Linked DNA regions of Mus musculus: region 2 is linked to region 1. A link is a contact called in public promoter capture Hi-C data. All regions are on one chromosome and are shown on one strand. The core of a region is the stretch at or near the end of the contact, and the rest is flanking DNA. Distances in the headings are between cores, read along the strand shown.

What was found. Promoter capture Hi-C pulls out the DNA fragments that hold promoters and counts their contacts.
Region 2: a contact with region 1 is called in a promoter capture Hi-C map of second pharyngeal arch cranial neural crest. The contact joins the promoter of Zfp655 here to the promoter of Chfr in region 1. A contact is called at or near these places in 4 of 39 promoter capture datasets (cranial neural crest, frontonasal cranial neural crest, pre-B cells and 1 more).

The regions. Positions count from the first base shown.
Region 1 is chr5:110,134,328-110,137,379 of GRCm38.p6, reverse strand. Chfr (checkpoint with forkhead and ring finger domains) reads right to left here and starts at 1,550. Exons shown (of 18, transcript NM_001289577.1): 1 at 1,446-1,550; 2 at 1,186-1,329. The coding sequence starts at 1,318.
Region 2 is chr5:145,230,098-145,233,149 of GRCm38.p6, reverse strand. Zfp655 (zinc finger protein 655) reads right to left here and starts at 1,408. Exons shown (of 4, transcript NM_028298.4): 1 at 1,319-1,408. It also overlaps Gm6287.

The DNA.
Region 1 (3,052 bases), core at 301-2,800:
CAATGAGAGCCTAGAGCTCAAGAAGTCTGCAAAAGTAGTCCCAGCAAGCAAACGTGGCTCCTTCTGTCTCTGCCTCCTCACAACTAGGACTAGTCATGTACCACCACACTTAGTTTTTTACATAGGCTCTGGGGATTTGAACTCAGGTCCTCAAGCACTTTACCATCTAAGCTCTCTCCGAGTCCAAAGCTAGGTTACACACAAGCAGTTCATGTAAGATTTTATCAATCCTCCTAGCAAAATAAGGTGGACACAAGTTATAGAAATCTATGTCCTAATCCCAGCACTCGGGAGGCACAGGCAGGTGGATTTCTGAGCTTGAGGCCAGCCTGGTCTACAGAGTGAGTTCCAGGACAGCCAAGGCTATACATAGAAACCCTGCCTCATAACCGCCCCCCCAAAAAAAACAAAAACAAAAACAAACGAAAAAAAGAAATGTATGTCCTTGACCCAAAGCAATCGATGTTGGGATCTGTGTATAACTTTGTTCAAATTCTCAGTTTCCTAAGTTCATTAAATAAATTATTCTATTTCCTGGGACTTTGAGATCTTTTCAAATAGAAACCCTGCCATTATAAGTTGCCCTCAGAGCACTGGTTTAACAGTGTCCTAGTCTTCCAGCATATTCTTTGTTCTCATTTGTCACAAAACATTTTTTCTAAAGTCCCTGTGGTTTATTTTTTTTCACCCGTCAACCTTTTAACAGTGGTGTCAAATTTCTACATACCTTTTTTCAGTTTTCCTTTTGTTAATAATTTCTAATTGCATTTCATTGAGAAAGAGAAGTGTACAGTAATGAGGACAAGATCGTATTTCGAAGGATATATTTACAGATCTATTTCACAAAGTTGTACTGAGAACTGACTGATATCCATCATCAAGCATCCAGAAGAGCAACTGCACAAATAAATAAGCCCATTTTATGGGGGGGGGGGGGGGTTGAAAAACAGTGCACACACACACACCCCCCGAATTCCAGTAGCTTCTGTATCGCCAGCCGGGTACTTTTCCCACTTCAAACCCCCTGTCGGTTTCCCCATCTAAACCCACTCTGACTAGGTCTTCGATCCTGTTCTAGGCCCTCGGTCTCCTCTCAGTTGGGTACCCACTTTAGGTCCCTATGCTTCATCCCTGTCTACCCCTTTAGCCTTTATCCTCGTCCTCACTCCACTCTGGCCACCGCACCTCTCCTCCTTCCGATGGTCCACTCGCGTTTCCAAAGAAGGATCTGGGGTTCGTCCTCCTCTGCGCCTAGACGAAGAAGCCTCCCCCAGGGTTCCTGCGGCGGCGGCGGCTGCTCTTCCCCGTGTAGCTCCATAGGACTCACATCTACAGAGACCCAGAAACGCCGGCTCAGGGACTACTTAAAAAACGCTCAGCACCGCTGCTATAGCCTGGCCGCCGCCTGCCTCCCCAGCCAGGACCCCACCCGCCGGCCAGCTTACCCCACGCCCTGCGCGGATCCCGGAACCGGCCTTACAGTCGCCGCCACCGCTGTCAACAGACATCTCGGGTACCCCAGCTGATCCACGGGAGGCGAGGGGGAGGGGAGCAGAGCGGTACGCCCTGTGATTGGCTGGCGGCCGTGCCCACCGAGAGCGACGGCTAGAGCGGTGCCAGAAAAGGCTATCCGGAGGGGGCGGGGCGGAGCGATCGGAGCCTGCGCAGATGAGAGAATGTGCACCTTGTTGCCATCTTTGATGCTGGCAGGCAGGCGCACTTACCTTCCTGCAAAAGCACGGAAGTAGCTGTGGAGGGCACCATGTTAGATTCGGGCCAAAAAAAAAAAAAGACCGAGTAACTTATAGATCGGAAGGTCCTTAAAACCTCACTTGTAATTCCGAGATAAGGTGCTATTTTCACACGTCAGATTACAAAATGTGAAAGCTTGGTACAGTGGGCCAGCCCTTCGCAAGGAGCATAATTTAAGATGTCAATTAGAATAGAAACAGGTAACTCGTCTCTGAGGGCTGATTTGCGGTATCTTTAAATCCTGTTTCTTAGGATCTTGTGTCATTCCCGAGTTGTATGCTACAAGCATGTTGGTGACCCCCCGGTGAGAGAGAAACACTGGCAAAAACAATGCCCTGGAAGAAAGTCACTGAAGACAGAGAAGCAAAGTCCACACACAGTGGTTCTTGAGCAGCTCGGAGTAATGTCTTTGCTGGTGAACAGCTTCAAAAAAGTATTAAACATCTGTTTGTTTGTTTGTTTGTTTGTTTGTTTGTTTTGTAAAAAGAAAACACATACACAGACACATTTGTAAATATATGTGGAAATGCGTCTTTGCCTATGTCTACAAAGATTTACTCAAATACTTTTGAAAGGATATAAAAGTAGCAGTGGCTGCCTCCGGGAACATGGATTTGTACCGGTCTGAAAATCGCCGAAGAAGACCCCAGACATAGATAATATGCAAAGACAAAGAGCGTTTATTCTGAAGAAACAAGCAGTATGTGGGTCACATTTTTTGAAATGGTGTCCGCAGTCAAGGGTGTGTGGGCCTTCTTATTGGGGGGTGGATATTAGGTAATCTCTAATGTGATTGGCTGGGCCACTGTTCACATTTGGGAACTGAACTGTGACCCTCACCCCCACCCCCCAGTTAAGATTATATAGAGTTTTTAAGCCTAAAATCCACAAACATCTGTGCTAAATTATTCCACCAATCAGGATTTAGGGATAGAGGGTTTACTTAGGAACTTGTCTTTGTTGTATATGTACCCTGCTCCCATTGATCTGGGTACTCAACTTGCAGGGACTTGACTTACCTAACATTCATGTCCTAACTTGTCACAGTACCCATGTACATATTTCTTTCTGCCAAGTAGGATGTCAATTCCCAATAGGCCTTAGGAACTTAAACTTTACTCGGCCACTAGTCAAAATGAAAGTCTTATTCCAAATAATTTCTTATATTGGTGCAGGTGTCTCTCTTATGTTGGGGTTCATCCTAGGGACAGCTTATACCATGAAAGTTTATACACAGGTGCAGGAAGAGCTATTGAGTGGTTGGTTCAGGTCCAAGCTTATTGCAAATGACACAGTTCTA
Region 2 (3,052 bases), core at 159-2,658, about 35 Mb before region 1:
GGTAGTACAAGCCTTTAATTCCAGCACTGGTGAGGCAGAAGCAGGTAGACACGAGTTTGGAGCTAACCTGATCTACATTCCAAGACAGCCAGTGCCTCAGAAAGAAACCCTGTCTAGAAACCCAGCCCCACTAGATTTTAGTTGTCACAGTCCACAGACTTAAGTTTCTCTAAATGTAATTAAGTAAAGTGCATGGTAATTAGGGCCCAAGAAGGGTTTAAAACCTAAAAAGTTACCAAAATAAACAAAAAGAAAAACACAGAAGCAGGAGATGCCTGTAATTTAAGGGTAGAGTACTTCCTAGTATGCACAAGGCCCTACCTTCAATCCATAACAACCTCCCCCTTCACAAAAAAACAAACATGAGTACCATTCGGTTTCAAAACTTAAAACCCAAACAGGAAGGTGTAAGAATTCGATATTACTCAGACTCTACTGAACAATCCCAAATCTGTGGTTTAAAATATATGTGTGTGTGTGTGTGTGTGTGTGTGTGTATCGCTGGGCGTGTAATCCCAGCTCTCGGAAGATTTAGACAGGAGGTTCAGAAGTTCAAGGTTAGCCTCAAAGCTGTCTTTTAAAAACCCAAACCAAAACAACAACAACAACAACAACAACAAAATAGCTACCATTAAAAGAATTTTTTTCAACACAGTACAACTGCGTAAACCTTTCCATGGAGCGTCCTAAGTAATTTAGAGGCTCAAGCTGAGACCCAGTGAAACACGCCAGATAAGATTACTCATTGTTTTTCTCAAAAGCAGGCCCCTTAGGAATCATGTGGTAAGCGGTAAGGCCGTTCTGCATTACTCAATGGGCCCCGATGAATAATGATACAACTCACTTAGGAGACAGACCCTTAGGGCAGGCTGGTCGAGCCACCTGCGCGCAGCACGAGGGAGGGCTGCGAGGAGCCTGGTGTCCTTCAGATCCAAGGACGAGCCCGGGTTCCGTCCACCGTCCACCGTCCACCGCCCTCCGCCAGGCTCCCGGCCCGTCCGCAGGCCTCGCCCAGAGCCACCCTCCGCCTACCTCTCTCTTGGGCAAAGGTTCGGTCCCCAGAGGGCGAAGCGGGCCACAAGACCGAGCTGCCACCCGGGCCCGGCCACTGGGTTCGCACCACGGGGCCACCCCGGCTCCCCGGGCTCCGCGACGAACCCGGGAAGAGGGGAAAACAGGGCCGCGAGCCCGGCCTTCCGCGCGCCCCAGCTCCGGGAACAGCCGTCAGCCCGCACGCGGCGCCTCCTGCGCGTCCGCCCCGCGGGCCAAACAAGCGGTCGCTCCCACGGCGACGCGACAACGGTTCCCCGGGACTCACCCAGGTGGAGAGGCGGGCCTGGAGACTGTCCCGTCACGGAGGCGCTCCTCGCTCAGCTGCACCAGCCTGTCCGGGGCCACTCTCTCGACTGCCAGAAGGCTGACGCCTTACGTCACTTCCGGCGACGGAAGTCCACGGGAGGGCGGTCCCGGGTGAGGTTCCCGGATGAAGAGCAGGGGTGAGGGTGTCCCGGGTCGAGCTGTCAGCTGACGGACACGGGATGCGGTCTCGTGGGTGGGGTCCGCAGCATCGCTAGATAAGGCCTTAGTTGCTGTTGTGCTTCGCTTTCTCGAGGTCGCACAGCCCTCCCTGCTGATTAGGGCGCATCTTACACCAGGAGGGCGACAGAGGTTGGGAAAGAACTCCCGACTCCTCCCGGGCCGCAAGAGCGTGCAGGAGGATTCCTAAGCAGAAGATGAAATACCACCCTCGTGTCTAATACTGGTTTGGTCCGGCTTTATTTCTCCTAGGAAGTGCCTGACCCCAAATTGCCCACAGAAAGGGACATACTAGGTGTTGCCCTGCCTGGAAGGGACAAACGTTTTCCCCAAGAGGATTCGCCCAAGGTCACCAAGATTTTCCTGTCAGGCCCTACTTTGAGTCCCACCCTTTCCTTCATGTTTGATTCTTTGCCTACCATGAGGTGAGCAACTTCTTCCAACAGGAGTTCTTCGCTGTGTGCAGCTTCACTGTAGACACAAAGGGAGCAAGTTTAACTGAGAACTGTTTGAAACTGTGACACAAAAATCTCTCCTCAAGCTTGATTATCTCAACTATTTTTGCAATAGTAGATGCAAAGCCAAGACTCCCATAATTTTGTTCCCCTGGAAATTAGTGAAGCTCAGAATCTTGTAATTTACAATCTTATAATTATCTAGTATTAGGAACAACTGCTACATAAATCAAATATTTTAAAATACTGCCCAAGGGCTGAAGACGTGGCTCAGTGTTGAAGAGCACTGTTGCACTTCCAGAGTACAAAGGTTCGCTAAGTTCCCAGAACTCAAACTGTGGCTAACAACCCTGTCACTAGGTTCTAGAGGTGGATCTAATGCCCTCTGACCATGGGAGACGCTGACCACCCCAGGTGAACATATATGCATGCAGGCAAAGGATACACATATAAAAAATTATTTGGCTTGGAGAAATGGCTTACCAAGTAAAAGCCCTAACTGTTCTTGCAAAGGACCGGAGCTCAGTTCCTAGTTCCCACGGTGGCTCACAACCAGTGTAACTCCAAATCCAGAGGGTTGGATGGTCTCTCTTGGGCTCCTGTCACACATTTGGCACAGTGCACACATATGCACACACATACACACACAAAATAAAAATAAATCTTAAGGGAAAAAAAAACTGCCCACAACAGGTGTGGTAGCCTATGTGGTGGTCTATACCTGACAGGTGGATCTCTGTGAGTTCCCAGACTAGTCTACATAGTGAGTTCTACACTATCCGGGGCTACATACACCCTGATCAAAAAAAAATTTTTTGAGGATTTATTTATTTTATGTATATGAGTATACTGTAGCTGTCTTCAGACACAGCGGAAGAGGGTGTCAGATCTCATTACAGATGACTATAAACCACCATGTGGTTCCTCGGATTTGAACTCAGGACCTCTGGAAGGGCAGTCAGTGCTCTTAACCACTGAGCCATCTCACCAGACCCCAAAATTTTTTTTAATTAAAAAAAAAAGAAGAAGAAGAAAAGAAAGGAGGAGGAAAGAAGAAAGAA